Regions from separate parts of the Capra hircus genome. Here region 1 is linked to region 2. The links are chromatin contacts, called in public Hi-C maps. All regions are on one chromosome and are shown on one strand. The core of a region is the stretch at or near the end of the contact, and the rest is flanking DNA. Distances in the headings are between cores, read along the strand shown. Region 1 holds the start of APOPT1 (apoptogenic protein 1, mitochondrial). Region 2 overlaps MARK3 (MAP/microtubule affinity-regulating kinase 3).

What was found. Hi-C and Micro-C count contacts between places; a contact is called where the count stands out from the background.
Region 1: a Hi-C map of blood shows a contact between it and region 2, with 2.8 times the contacts expected there. The contact joins the promoter of APOPT1 here to the enhancer-like site in region 2. A contact is called at or near these places in 2 of 5 Hi-C or Micro-C datasets (both in blood).

What each region holds. Positions count from the first base shown.
Region 1 is chr21:67,469,584-67,476,748 of ARS1.2, reverse strand. APOPT1 (apoptogenic protein 1, mitochondrial) reads right to left here and starts at 5,813. Exons shown (of 5, transcript XM_018066189.1): 1 at 5,434-5,813. The coding sequence starts at 5,556. BAG5 (BAG family molecular chaperone regulator 5) reads left to right here and starts at 4,313. Exons shown (of 2, transcript XM_005695434.3): 1 at 4,313-4,383.
Region 2 is chr21:67,405,022-67,411,943 of ARS1.2, reverse strand. The region is part of intron 15 of MARK3 (MAP/microtubule affinity-regulating kinase 3); the gene reads right to left. Among named protein-coding and RNA genes, the nearest start is that of CKB, 28 kb to the left of the region's middle. Within about 2 kb of position 2,678, at least 2 of the 5 cell types and tissues checked have an H3K27ac peak or open chromatin away from gene starts, as enhancers often do.

The DNA.
Region 1 (7,165 bases), core at 4,564-7,063, 62 kb before region 2:
GATATTACTCAATCGTAGTGTGTAGACCTAATGTGGATCCTGACACAAGCGAACTGTAAAAGGAAACATTTCTGATATTTCTAAGACAAAGAAATTTGAACATTCAAAATTTGCTGGGATTAAGGAATTATTGTAATATTTCAGGTGTGACAATGGTATTAAGTTTCATATAAATATATCTGTATCTTTTAACGATTCATACTGAAGTACTTACAAATGAAATATGATGTCTGCTATTTGCCACAAAATTATCTGGAAGTGGGGACTGGATGGGGGTAAGGATGAAATAAACAGCCATGACGGGGTAGCTGCAGAAGCAAGGTGCTGGACACAGAGCACCTGTGCTCTGCTGCTGCTGCTGCTGCTGAATCGCTTCAGTTGTGTCCGACTCTGTGCGACCCTATGGACTGCCATCTGCCAGACTCCTCGGTCCGTGGGCTTTTCCAGGCCAGAACACTAGAGTGGGTTGCCACGCCCTCCACCAGGGGATCCTCTCCACCCAGGGATCAGAACCGGGTCTCCTGCACCGCAGGCAGACTCTTTACCGCTGAGCCACCAGCGAAGACCCATATTCTTCTACCTTCGCACATTTTAAATTTCCCATTAGTAACAAAAAAAAAGGGACACCCAACAAACCAACATAATTTTCTGCATTAACAGAACAAGGGAACTCACGTGACCATCTCCGCAGGTGAGGAAAAAGCATCTGGGAGCGTTAGACCCTGAAGTAAGAGTGGGCCAGCCCTGGCTTCAGGCCTGACTCTGGGATGCCAGGCAAGCCCCTTTGCCTCTCCAGGTCCCAGTCTCCTCACCTTCATGGTGAGAGAGTGAAACTACGTGGTCTTCAAAGTCCTCCCACCTCAGCCTTGTTTTCCAACTATTTATTGGAAGTCTTTTAAGTACTAGAGATGCCACGCTAACCTTAACAGCCGACGGCCTGCTTTCTCACCAGCTCCCCATGCGTCCCGAGTTCCACCTTCTTCCCATGGAGTTCGCTCCAGATCTAACCCTGGGAAGCCTGGCGCTCCTTCTGCTTCAGTTTTGGCTGCCCTGGGTCTTCACTGCCACACACGGGCTTTCTCCAGCCGCAGCAAGAGGAGGCCACTCTCCAGTCTCGGAGCACGGGCTCTGGGCACGGGCTCAGCAGTTGTGGGGCACAGGCTTTGTTGCCCCATGCCATCTGGGGTCCTCCTGAACCAGGGATGGAACCCACGTCCTCTGAACTGGCAGGCAGATTCTTAACCACTGGACGACCAGGGAAGTCCTGGAGATCAGTCTCCTTGATGAAAACGTGACACAAAACGTGACACCAGAAGTTCCCATTCTCTGTCGTTGGTGCACATTGCCTCTCTCTGCTGGGGGCCTGTTTCTTTGCTCTTGTTCTTCCAAAAACTGCTAAAAGAAATATTTTAATTCATCTTCCTTTAAATAAAGGAACTAAAACATACATATTCCTATGTGTAAGCATTATGATCTTGAAAAAATTATTCAATCTTACTGTAAAAGTAAGTAATTACTGAAAAGTAATTACTCAATATTTAACTTATATGCAGAGTACATCATGAGAAACGCTGGGCTGGGTGAAGCACAAGCTGGAATCAAGATTGCTGGGAGAAATATCAATAACCTCAGATATGCAGATGACACCACCCTTACGGCAGAAAGTGAAGAACTAAAGAGGCTCTTGATGAAAGTGAAAGAGGAGAGTGAAAAGGTTGGCTTAAAACTCAGCATTCAGAAAACTAACATCATGGCATCTGGTCCCATCACTTCATGGCAAATAGATAGGGAAACAGTGGAAACAGTGACAGACTTTATTTTTGGGCTCCAAAATCACTGCAGATAGTGACTGCACCCATGAAATTAAAAGATGGTTGCTCCTTGGAAGAAAAGCTGTGACCAACCTAGACAGCATATTAAAAAGCAGAGACATTACTTTACCAACAAAGGTCCATCTAGTCAAAGCCATGGTTTTTCCAGTAGTCATGTATGAATGTGAGAGTTGGACTATAAAGCAAGCTGAGCACCGAAGAATTGATGCTTTTGAACTTTGGTGTTGGAGAAGACTCTTAAGAGTCTCTTGGATTGCAAGGAGATCCGACCAGTCCAACCTAAAAGAAATCAGTCCTAAATATTCATTGGAACATGAATTTCATGCTGAAGCTGAAACTCCAATACTTTGGCCACCTGATGTGAAGAACTGACTCATTTGAAAAGACCCTGACGCTGGGAAAGATTGAAGGCAGGAGAAGGGGAAGACAGAGGATGAGATGGTTGGATGGCATCACCGACTTTATGGGCATGAGTTTGAGTAAACTCCGGGAGTTGGTGATGGACAGGGAGGCCTGGAGTGCTGCAGTCCATGGGGTCGCAAAGAGTCAGACACAACTGAACAACTAAACTGAACTGAATTATCCAATCTCATCTGTAAATAGGGATGATCAAAGCACCTTCTGAACACAATTGTGACGTTTAATTAAAATATGCAAAGCTTTCAGAACAGTGCATGCAAATGCTTGAGAAATGTTAACTATAAGTATAAATGTCAGTGAAATTCAGACTATAAGCAAATATTGATACATATAACATGTAGCCGTGGTTCTCTAACTTGAGAACTTTAGACTTGAACCCAAGAATCCTGATGTTTTAAGGGAGCCCAGCCTGGCACTCTATGATAATCTAGAGGGGTGGGAAACAGAGAGGGGAGGGAGGGGAGGGAGGGAGGGAATATATGAATAATTATGGCTGGTTCCCACGGATGGAGGAGCCTGGTAGGCTACAGTCCATGGGGTCGCAAAGAGTCGGACATGACTGAGTGACTTCACTTCCAAGGCTGGTTCACGTTGTTGTATGGCAGAAACCAACAAAACACTGTAAAGCAATTTTCCTCCAATTAAAAAATAAATTAAAATTAAAAAAAGAATCCTGATGATTTATCTTAACAAAACCGGGGGAAAAACAACTAGACAAATGGAGAATATAAGTAAATATCCTGATGCCCAGACCAACCACATGAGACTCTCCGGGGGAGGGTCCCAGTACTTTTTACCCTTCCAGATGATTCCAAACATGCAGGCAAAGGTGTAAAACAATGATATAAACAACAAAGATCAAGAATAAGCAGGTATGACACAGCTAGAGAACATGTGATCTGACAGCTGAGTTTAAGTTGGATTTGGAAGGAAAAGTGGTGCTTAACGCTAAGTTCTATACTGTTTTTCTACGAAAAACTGGTAGTCAGAGAATTCCCTGGCAGTCCAATGGTTAAGACTCTACATTTTCACTACTGAGGGCCCAGATTTAATCCCTGTCCAGGTAACGGATATCTCACAAGATGTGCTGTGCAGCCAAAAAATAATAATAATGATAATTTTTAAAAAGCTGGTAGTCTGGGGCTTTCCTGGTGGCTCAGTGCCAAAGAATCCTGCCAATGCAGGCAACATGGGTTCCATCCCTGCTGTGGGAAGACCCCACGTGCCATGGAACAACTAAGCCCATGGGCCACAACCACTGAGCCTGTGCTCTGGAAGCCACGCTCCGCAACAAGAAGCCTCAGCAATGAGAAGCCCCGCCACCTAGAGAGTATCCCCCACTTGCTGCAACTAGAGAAAAGCCTGCACTGTAACAAGACCCAGCACAGCCAATAAATAAACAAAATTTAAAAACATGACAAAAAAATCCAGGGACTTCCCTGGTGGTCCAGTGACTAAGAATCCACCTTGCAATGTAGGGAACACAGGTTCAATCCCTGGTCAGGGAACTAAAACCCCACATGCCGTGGAGCAACTAAGCCACTAGGACCTGATGCAGTCAAATAAATTAATCAACTAATTAACAAACAAACTGGTAGCTAGAGATAAGAGAGGTAAATAAATCTTGTAGATCCTAAAAGCAGACCTCCTTAACTCAAGTGAAGAACAAAGAATTAATTAAATAATACACAGAACGAAGTAGAAATACAGGATTAAAATATATCTCTTTAGATTAAAAAAAAAAAAAAAGATTTACAGCCTGTGACTTCTAAGAAGACCTCATATTTAAAATCAACAGTCTCTCCGGCCTGCAGGAACTGAATTACCTAAAGAACTAGCCGTGTGCTCAGGAAGCATAGAAAGATGAGGCCAAACACACAGGAATTACACATTTCCCTGAGGAAAGAACTGTTCTTTAATGTCCCAGCCAATACCTCGCATAATGGGGAAACAGAGCCCAAGAAAAACACAAGTCATAAGGCTAGAACTGGGACGGTGTGACTCATGGGTCAGCTGCTTCCCTTTCAGCATCATCGCCTTCACAGGTGCAGGCAGTCTCACAGGTGTGCACCGGCTTGTCACCCGGCCCGCAAAACCCAAGACGGAGCTCATCTCAAGGAGCAGACCCACGGTAAGACTTACTTCAACAAAAGGTTGGGGGTCAGTGGAGAAACCTGTTTGGGCGCTCTTCTTTTTTCCAGTGCTTGTTCACAAACTAAGCTGGGCTAAGGCCCCACCCTGCGGGCAGCTGTCTGCCCTTCCGGAGCATTTTCAGATACCTGTTGAGTATCTTTCTGTCCAAAGAGTGGGATGCTGGGTGCATTTTATGTTCTAGGAATAGAAGTCAGGGGCTGTGGGCACTCAATCAGGGAACTGAACCAGAGGCTTGGGATCCCAGTGACCAGCTGCCCTGCTAACAGGCAGGCATGCTTTGGAATTAACAGGCTCTTTTTAGTCCTTCTTTAAGGATGGTTTAAAGGATGCTTTCCAGCCTCCCTCCTTAGCCTGTTGGCAAATGAAGTGTTAGTATTTAGATTTAACTTGGTTTAAACTTTCTATCTGCAGCCCATTCCATGCCGTTAGCCCATATTTTCATATGACAGCTGGAATGAAGGTCTAGGGCTCCCTCAAACTAAAACATCCTTCCCCAGAGCGGGGCAACTTCTAAAAACTGCTTGCCACTCCTTGCCGCTGCAGATATTCATCTTTGGGGACCTCTGGTCAGGAACAGGGATGTATGCACACACCGTTTCCAAACCAGAACTGTTCAACGTGTTGATGAGCCTACGAAATACGATAGTAAAGTTTGCCACCACTTGAGGAAAAGCACTAATAATCTACATGCAGCCAAACGCGCTGGCGCGCACACACATTCCGTGCATATCAAGAGCACCCTAACCGTAAAGACTAATTATCCTCGACAAGAAATTCGGCACAAATCAACTTGCCAGCGGACTCTGCCCCTACTTGTCAAGAGCCCTGGGGTGGCGGCGACGCAGGAGCCTCGGAGGCTCGGGACTGCCCCACTCTCCCCGCCGCCTGTGTCCGCGCGGCGGAGCGCCGGGGGCCCGGCCCGCGCCGGCTCAGGGACCCGGCTCTTGGGGAGCTCCGCCGACGCGGGGGACGCCACCACAGGTGTCCCTGGGGGGCGCGGCCCGGCCTCTCCAGGAACCTCACTCACCCGGCTCGGCGCCGCATCCCTGCGCTCGGCGCCGCGCTCGGGGGCGAGCTGACAGCCGCGGCCCGAGAAGGCGCGGCAGAGAGCGGTGACGACGAGGCTCCTCGCCGGCCGCCGGGCCGCCATAGCTGCCCTCCGCCGACTCTCGCGCCGCACGGCAGAGTCGCGACGTCGCGAGGCGCTACCTTACGGCACCGTCGCAAAGTCCGCGGGAGGGCACGGCGCGGCCGACCGTGCGCTCGCCCGGCGTCTGTCAGGGCAGCGGCTCCTCGGGAGCTGCCATTCTCGGCGGCTTCTGCGCCGGGCGACCAGCGGCGGGCTCGGCCAGGGGAGAAGTGCGGCGCGGACGCCGGAGGACGTTTTTCCCGAGGCGGGGGGGCGGGTGTTCGGCCGGGCCCGGGGCGACGGCGGGAGCTGCGGAGTCGCAGGGCGTCGGCGGCGACGCGCGCCATGGCGCGGGCGGCACAGGTGAGCGAGGGCGGCCGCGGCGCGGCCCCTCTCCCTCCGCGCGGGCGGCCCCGGACGATCCCCGTCTCCCGGGTCCGGAGCCGGCCGGGCCCGAGTCCCCTCCCTCCGCGTCGGCTCGCCCGGCCCGGCCGAGCGCGCCCGCCCCCTCCCCCGCAGGCCATTGTGAGGTCAGGCCGGCGGGTGCGTCGTGGGGTCCGGGCGAGACGCCCGGAGCGGCCGCCGCGGCCAGTAGCTGCCGCCGCCACCGCCGGCCCCTTCACCGGCTGCCCCGTCCAGACCTAGCCGGGAGGGCTGAGAGGGATGCAGCTTGGGGCCCGGCTCCGGTGCCGCACCCCGTAAAGGGCTGACCTACCACCTGGCCACTTCACCCGCGGGACGCCAAGACCAAGCCCGCTTAGACCGCGTCTGGGTAAAGTGCCGGGAGGGCAGGGCGAGGAGGGAGGAAAGAGCCGAGGCAGCCCGCCGCTCCGGGCCTCTCCGGAGGCGCGTTCTTGGCTCGGACACCGGCAGGGGATTAGTTTCGATTGAGCATCCATCCCCCGCCCGTGAGCGTTTGATAGAAACCCAAGAACGTGGGCGGGGGGGGGAATGCATTAAGCCACTCAAGCCTTAATGGGAGGCTGATGAATGAGTTAGTCATCGTTGTCTCATTGTCTTGCGGTGTGTTTTGGAGGGGGGAGCATAACAGGGCCTAGGGGGTACCAGGCCTCCAAAGCCCAAGCTAGTGCCTTTATCATAATGCCAGGCGCCTTCCCTGTGGAATTCAAGCCTCTGCAGGGAAGGTTTATGAGGTACACAAAGGGTGGGGCGAGAAACAGGGCGTCTTTCTGGAAGTGTTTAACGGGCGGAGAGGCATGTAGAAACGGGGACTTCCGCGAGTGCCCGAGAACCCCATTGTTTCAGTGGCTCAGTTCCTTTTACGGGAAGCTAGGCCGGGTGGGTGGAGAAGGAAATGGCAACCCACTCCAGTGTTCTTGCCTGGAGAATCCCAGGGATAGGGGAGCCTGGTGGGCTGCCCTCTCTGGGGTCGCACAGAGTCGGACACAACTGAAGCGACTTAGCAGCAACAGCAGCAGGCCGGGTGGGAGTGCTTAGATGCCCCCAAAAGGCCCGGAAGGTTATAAGAGCTACTGGTTTACTTTCCACAAAGGTGCCCTTCTCTTGCCAAGAAGCAGCTTCCACTGTGAAGACCTAAGGTGCTTGTGCTTTTTCCAAGCTGACAGCTCAACCTCATGCCATACTTATGTAGGCACACACTGTTCTCTTT
Region 2 (6,922 bases), core at 1,429-3,928:
AATCAGTGACAACAGAATTTAAAATCACTTTCCCTGTAAATGGCCCCAGTTGCTAAACAGAGCTGGGTGGCAGGTGGGCCATTCTCTCAGACCCCTACAAAAACCTCCGCACTTTTCCTTCTCTTCTGTTCATTTAAACTTCTAATACATCACAGTTAAAACCAACTCTTTCCACTGAAACAGGAAAGTGACATGTTGGGACTGATTTGCTGCTGAGCACTAAAACGACTGGCCCAAATGCACACCCTACAGACTCACACAGTGCAGGCTGTGACCCCAGGCACAGCTCTCTGAGGATTCCCAACAGGCGCCTACCAGGTCTGCTCTGTGGCATTTGATCACCACTGCCAGGAACCGCTACTTACGTTCTCCTGTGTGTTTCCGGAGGTCTCAATGAGGACGGTGAATACCTATCACGCTCGATCACTAAAACCTCCCAGTGTATGTATTTAACACACTCAATCCTTTGGGAAATTCATCAGCACTAAGGGTGGGCCATGGGTTTTACTATGTACGTAGCTCTCCCTGTCATCCACCTGCTAGGAGAATACGCAGTTTGGTTCACATCTACCAAAACTGTTTGAAAGCTTCCCAAGTATAAAGTGCTGTCAAATATGACATAGGTTATAAAAAAAGCAAAAGCACTGAGAGCCGGGGTCAGAGGAGGAGAGACTAAACTTCAGGGACACAGCCGCAGCAGAGGTGAGGCGCGGGCAGTCTGCTAGAGTCGCAGAGAGGCAGAGCCCGCCTCGCGGGAGGACTGAGAGAAGGGACAGGAAGGGCAGGGGTGGGGAGCAGTGTCTGAGGAGTGCTATGAAGAGCCCAGGGGCTTTCAACAACATGATGGAGGTGGTTTAAGCCTGCCTGCTGAGCAGAGGCAATCTAAGGCAGGCAAGGAGGTACGGAAGCACAGAATGCGTCCTGAGCCCCTGATCCTCAGCACACCAGGAGGAAGGTTCTGTCCCGCCCCCCGCCCAGGGCTGGAAACAAACTCAGGACAGCTAGACCTGCTCCAGGGCAGGCTGGGGGTGCTGCCTGCCTCTCGCCCCAGACACGTGCTCAGCTGAGGAGGTTGTGTGTGGGGGAAACTGAAGCTGCTGAGGCCACACAGGGCCTCGTGTGGACAGGCTCGAGCAGGCAATGGGGCCACTGCAGGCTTTCATTCAGGAAGTCATATGACCAGAGTTGTGCCTCAGGGAGAGAGCAATGCGCTAACAAGGACCTCAAACAGCACGGTAGTGACCGGTACAAAGAAGGGCCCAAGTGGAAGAAATCTAGAGTCCTGAGCCCATCTGGTCACTCTCTCTGTAGCCAAATCCACGCACTGACAGCTAAACAAAACTTAAAAGCAAAAACCACTCAACCACATAATCATTCTTTTTTCATTTTTTTTGGCTGCACTGTATGGCTTGTGGGATCTTAGTTCCCCAAGCAGGGACTGAATTCAGGCTGTTGGCAGTGAAAGTTCAGAGTCCTAACCACTGGACCTCCTGGGAATGCTCCACATTATTATTGTTTATATATATATGAAAAAAAGACACTTAATTTGAAATGTGAAAATTCTCCTAGGGAACTCCCTGGAGGTCCAGTGGTTAGGACCCAGTGTTTTTACTGCTGGGGCCAGGGTTGGAGTTCAATCCCTGTTCTGGGAACTAAGATCCCACAAGCCACGTTGCAAGGCCAAAAAAAGAGAAAAGAACATTCTCCTGAATATTCTGCTTTCCTTCCTCGAGACCAGAACTAGGCCAGGAGTATTCACATGTCGACAGTGCTGCCACAGACTCCCGGGCCTCAGGGGGCGCAGGCAGGAGGAATGGCAGCTTAACGCCTAACCGGTGGCAGGAACGCGACGGGGTTGGGCGATGTGCAGGCGGCCGCGCCGCCGCAGCGCCCTCGCGTGGCCGCCGGGCGTCAGCACACACGCTTCCTGACCGCAGACTGCTGCCCGCCCCAAGCCACCCCACGTGGAACAAGGATATGACGCAGAACAATCGAGACGTGTTGCCTCTGCCACAGAAATGAAGTAAATACCTATAAAATATTTTAAGTAAAAATCATTTCCCTCACCTGGAGCCCTCATATCTCCCGTTCCTCTCATATTCAGTTGGAAGCCTCAATGAATAGAATGCAGAAGCACAGAGAAGTGGGAAAGAGAAAAGAAATCTTACACACCAGTACACGACCAACCCAAACATAAACAGACATTATAAAATGAACCCAAAGCACTTTTTGGTCACCTGTTGAGCTCATTACGACTCTCACTCTCGCAGGTGTGACTCAGCCAAAACCCATCTGTGTGCCCAGGAAGGCTGTGCAGGAGGCAGGCTGCACACCCGGCTCACATACACAGCAGGCGTTCCTGCCCAGCTCTGGAAACTGTGCACACGCATGGCTTTCGACTGGAGTTATTCTGACTTTTTAATCACTCCCCAAAGTATGTGCTTAGTCACTCAGTCGTGTCTGACTCTTTGTGACCCTATGAACAGTAGCCCACCAGGCTCCTCTGTCCAAGGGATTCTCCAGGCAAGAATACTGGAGTGGGTTGCCATTTCCATCTCCAGCCCCGAAGTACAGGGGGTTTCCAATTAAATCATCACAGAGTGGAAAGAAGGAAGAAAGCACTCTTCCTGTGGTTTCTGACAAAGAGCTCCCGTGAATAAGGCCTCTCTGTGACCCACTTGTGGCATCTCAGGTGAAACCACGGCCTGGCCTCTGGGCGCTGGGAGGCGCGGGCAGGACAAGGCTGCAGTGGCCACCTTCCCCTGGAGGGCGTGTGTCCTGAGTGTGAGCAATGCCCCGGGCTCTGGACTGTCACATCACAAAATATCCACCTGGTAAGAGTGACATTTACTACAGTAAGACATACTTTCTTCAGAGGTTGATGCAAAGTGCCTTTTAGATACAATACTATTTACTCTTCAACTCAGCCTTTCCCTTATGCAATCCTCCATGAAATTAAAAAAAAAAAAAAAACCACACAATTACCACTTACCTTTTGCATGCCTGGAGCTAACCATTAATTGCGTATTGTTACTGAACATCTCATTCTTCAAACAGAAGCATGCCAAGTGTTATTAGTATGAAGAAAGAATTATTTGGATGCTAACAATTCTACCAAAGGAAGAAAATGCACAGAGCATGCGTAGGCCTCTTGTTACATGGGTGCAACAGTCCCTTTTAAGATGCCTGACAGAGTTAATCTCTTTCTCTCCAATTTCCTTTCAAAGAAATAAGTATTTAGTTCTCAGCAGAAAGTTTAGTTTTCAAGGAAAAAAACAGGGCTACAAAGCCAAACCTGATGTTAATTGCAGGAGCCATTTCGGAGTGAGATTGAAAAAAAAATGTGTATATATAAATCCTACCTTTTGATAAACCTGAATGACATGTTTCTAAAAGAAATTAAGCCAAAAAAAAAAAATTAACAAAAATGACTTGCACAAGTTAAATAGTTAATTACAGATAGAATAAAACCAGCAAGTAAAACAGGGCTCCTCTCCTGCCCAATGAACAATGAAAACAATAACATCTGATGAAAAAGTAAAATTATCACAAATAACTGAGTGTCTTTAAAACAGAAATATAAAAAAATCTGTACTAATAAGAAAAAATTTAGCAGTAAATATTGACAGTATCTACAATTAAATTTTTTAAGGTTCTTCAGATGGGTACACCTCAAGATAATAAAATTCAACATCTTGTATTAAAGAAAAGCTATTTTCAATATACTAGAAATAAAATAACATTTCTCAATTTTCTTCAAAATATCTTTGAACAAAAAATATCACCTTATTCAGAAACATTAAGAATTTCATTATAAAATATTTATCCATGAAGAGAATCAACACTTATTACAGTGGCTCAATATAAATTACTTTTTAAGGAGAGGGAAAAAAAAAGTCATTGGAAAGTTATTTTTTTCCCTTCCAGTTTTGATATAATTGACATACAACACTGTAATAAGTTCCTGGGAGTTTAAAATAAAGTAGACTTTTTAAAGCTTTTATACCAAAATGATAGAAAATTAAATGATAACACTGGGGGTTTCATTTTTAAGTAATACACTGAAAGAGCTGTATTTAAAAGAACTGACTGCGTGTTAAAAAATTTAAGGCAATGTTTAGGTTGTACTGAACTGAATTTGACAAAAGAAACTTCCAGCTATGGCTCAGGCCAGTATGATCACACGATAAGCATTCCTGGGTGAATGAGTCCTGGGCTTGTTAAACTACTGACATTTCTAAATCGCAGTTCTGGGACAGCACAGGAAGTACCCGTAAGTATTTTGCTGAGTGACTGAATTAACAGTCTTCTTTTTGTTGTTTTATTTTTCTCTAATTTGGGATGACTTTGACACTACTTCAGATGCCTACCAATTTGAAAAGTATATAACTACTGGAGATAACCGCCATCTACTCCATACTCAGATCAATAGTAGTACACTCTGGATTACACATAGTAGGAAAGACACCTGTGAAAACTGATGAAAAGGTCTTTAAGACCTATTTTCATTTCCAATTTTTCTCCCTGAGAAAAGTCAAGGGGACTGCTCAGCAGTCATAGGACTGATTGTAACTTGTCCTCTCACAAACCCCTTGAGGAATGAAGAGGCGCCAGCCCCGGGAGCACTGGGCCCCGCGTGTGCACCGGGCTCTCCCGCCTGCGGGGAACGGGCTCTCTGCAGCACTCAGACTACCCACCGCGCAGCCCGGGGCAGAGGGCGAGCTCGGCACCAGGCCCTGTTTTGCCACGTCCCGGCAGGTCTCCCCTGCGGCATTCGAGTGCCAACACCTGAGCCTTTCAGGCATTAGCACTTTGATCAGCACAATTATTAGGGGAGGATAAGATGCTGCTGGAGCAGCAAGGACTCTGACTGCTCTTAAGAATGAACTGGCTCAACAGAAGGACAACAGGTCTCAACAGGAGGACAGCACCACAGGAGGCTGCAAGTCTGCCTGCAAACCAATGAACAGAAGGCTTTCTGAAAACACTCGAGGGTGGAAATCAGTTAGATGCCCCCCTCTAGAATATTGAACCCCAGCCCTCAATTTCAATTCAAATACATAAAACGAACAATTAGAAAACAAGGGGAAAGGACTCACGTCCACAACAGCCCCTCACTGCTCCCTCCCGGGGACACTAGGGAGTGGGGACCAAGGGCCTCTCCCGAGCCGTGGGCCTGACTCAGCACTCTTCTACCCTAGGGTCCTGAACACGTGCCTTATTCCCTCTAATCTTACCTCCAGTTTCTTCTATAAAATGGGATAATGTGTGCTCCACAGGGTAGACTGTGGAGATTAAATATGTGTGTGAGAGAGAATGTATGTGTGTATACGCACACACATAGGTATATAAAACAAGTATCTCCATATCGATAAATGTACAGACATCTATTTGTGAGCACATAATAAGCATTTGATGTATTGTGGCCGATATTACTTTTATCAATGACAGAATTCAGAAGACAAAAGAAAAAGAACACAAAGGAGACAAGTAAAGGCAACGATTTTATGATGTGCAAGGCTTTATTTAAAGAGCCCAACTGAGACCAAAGCCTAAGGACACAAAGCTGATCATCCTGTGACTGGAGCTTAGACAGACCTGACTGCCACACCCTACTCTGCGCTCTGGGACCAGAAGGTAAAATACCAGCTGATGCTAAGCAGCCTCGTCTGTGAGGAAGGAGCTAAGGCACAGGGAGGCTTGGGAGAGCCCCTGGAATGACCCTGAAAGGAAGCAACGCATTATTCTGGGGTCATCAGACTCTCCTTGGTTTGAACTCACTGTCTCTCCTGCTGCTCAAAAATGGGTGCCCCGAATCTGGCAAGGCCCCTTGGACCACTCAGTTTTTTAGCTCATCCTGGAATGGGAGGTCTCAGCAAAAGGCCTAAGAAGAGAATAAGAGGATAGACCAGAAACATTTTACTCCTCTGACCTCTAGTCAACTGCCAGTGGGTATCTGAAGTCCTCCTCAATCTGGTATTCAACATCCTGACAATGAACAGATAATCTGGGGAAAGACAGCTTAATGTGACTTGTCTGATTTATTTTTTATTTTTGATGTGGACCATTTCAAAGTCTTTACTGAATTTGTTACTATGTTTTTAATCTCACAATTTGTGTTTTTGGCCCTGAGGCATGTGGGGGCTTAGATCTCCAACCAGGGATTGAACCCTCACCCCCTGCATTGGAAGGTGAAGTCTTAATTACTGGACTGCCAGGGAAGTCCCGTTTTGTCTAAGTTTTAGATGGTTGATTTAAAATAACATTACTGGAGGCATTAAGGAGACTGCCAAGTGATATCCAGCTTACAGTGAAGTAACAAAAACGGAACGAAACCGATCAGCAGGATGATGCACCAGAGGGAGTGCAGAGAAATGAGGAGTGAGGAGGGCATCTATCATTCCAGACTCTGGGCAGGTCCCACCACTGTCCTGTGAGGGTCTCTAACAGGCAAATCTGCCGGACACCTGGAGGAGAGGCTGCTGCAAAGAGAGGCTCCGGTACAAAGAGCTTCCTCCAGGCATCCGGAACTGCAGGGCCTGGAGGCTCCCTGCGAGCGGTCCGGCTAAAGGCGCCCTTGCTCACGTGCGTGCAGTGCTGCCTTCTCTCTGTCCTCTCGTAGCGGCCAGTGTTTCCAGGCTTAGCAACCTCTCGACTAGCTTCTGCAAGGAAAGCGCCTTAGAGATCTCCCAAGGCCCCAGCTGACAGTCAACTGGACAAACAAAAGATTTCATACATGACCAGACACTAGCTTCTTCCTGGGAATAAAGCAGGGATTTTATCTCCAAAACTACACAATAGAAGAAGGCTGCTTTGTTCTCATTATACCTTAGGCCAACAGAGAGAACGGTTTCAAGATCTAAGCTCCCAGAAACTTGGTGCTCCTCCATGACACCGGAATGAAATGAGAGAGGAGGCATTG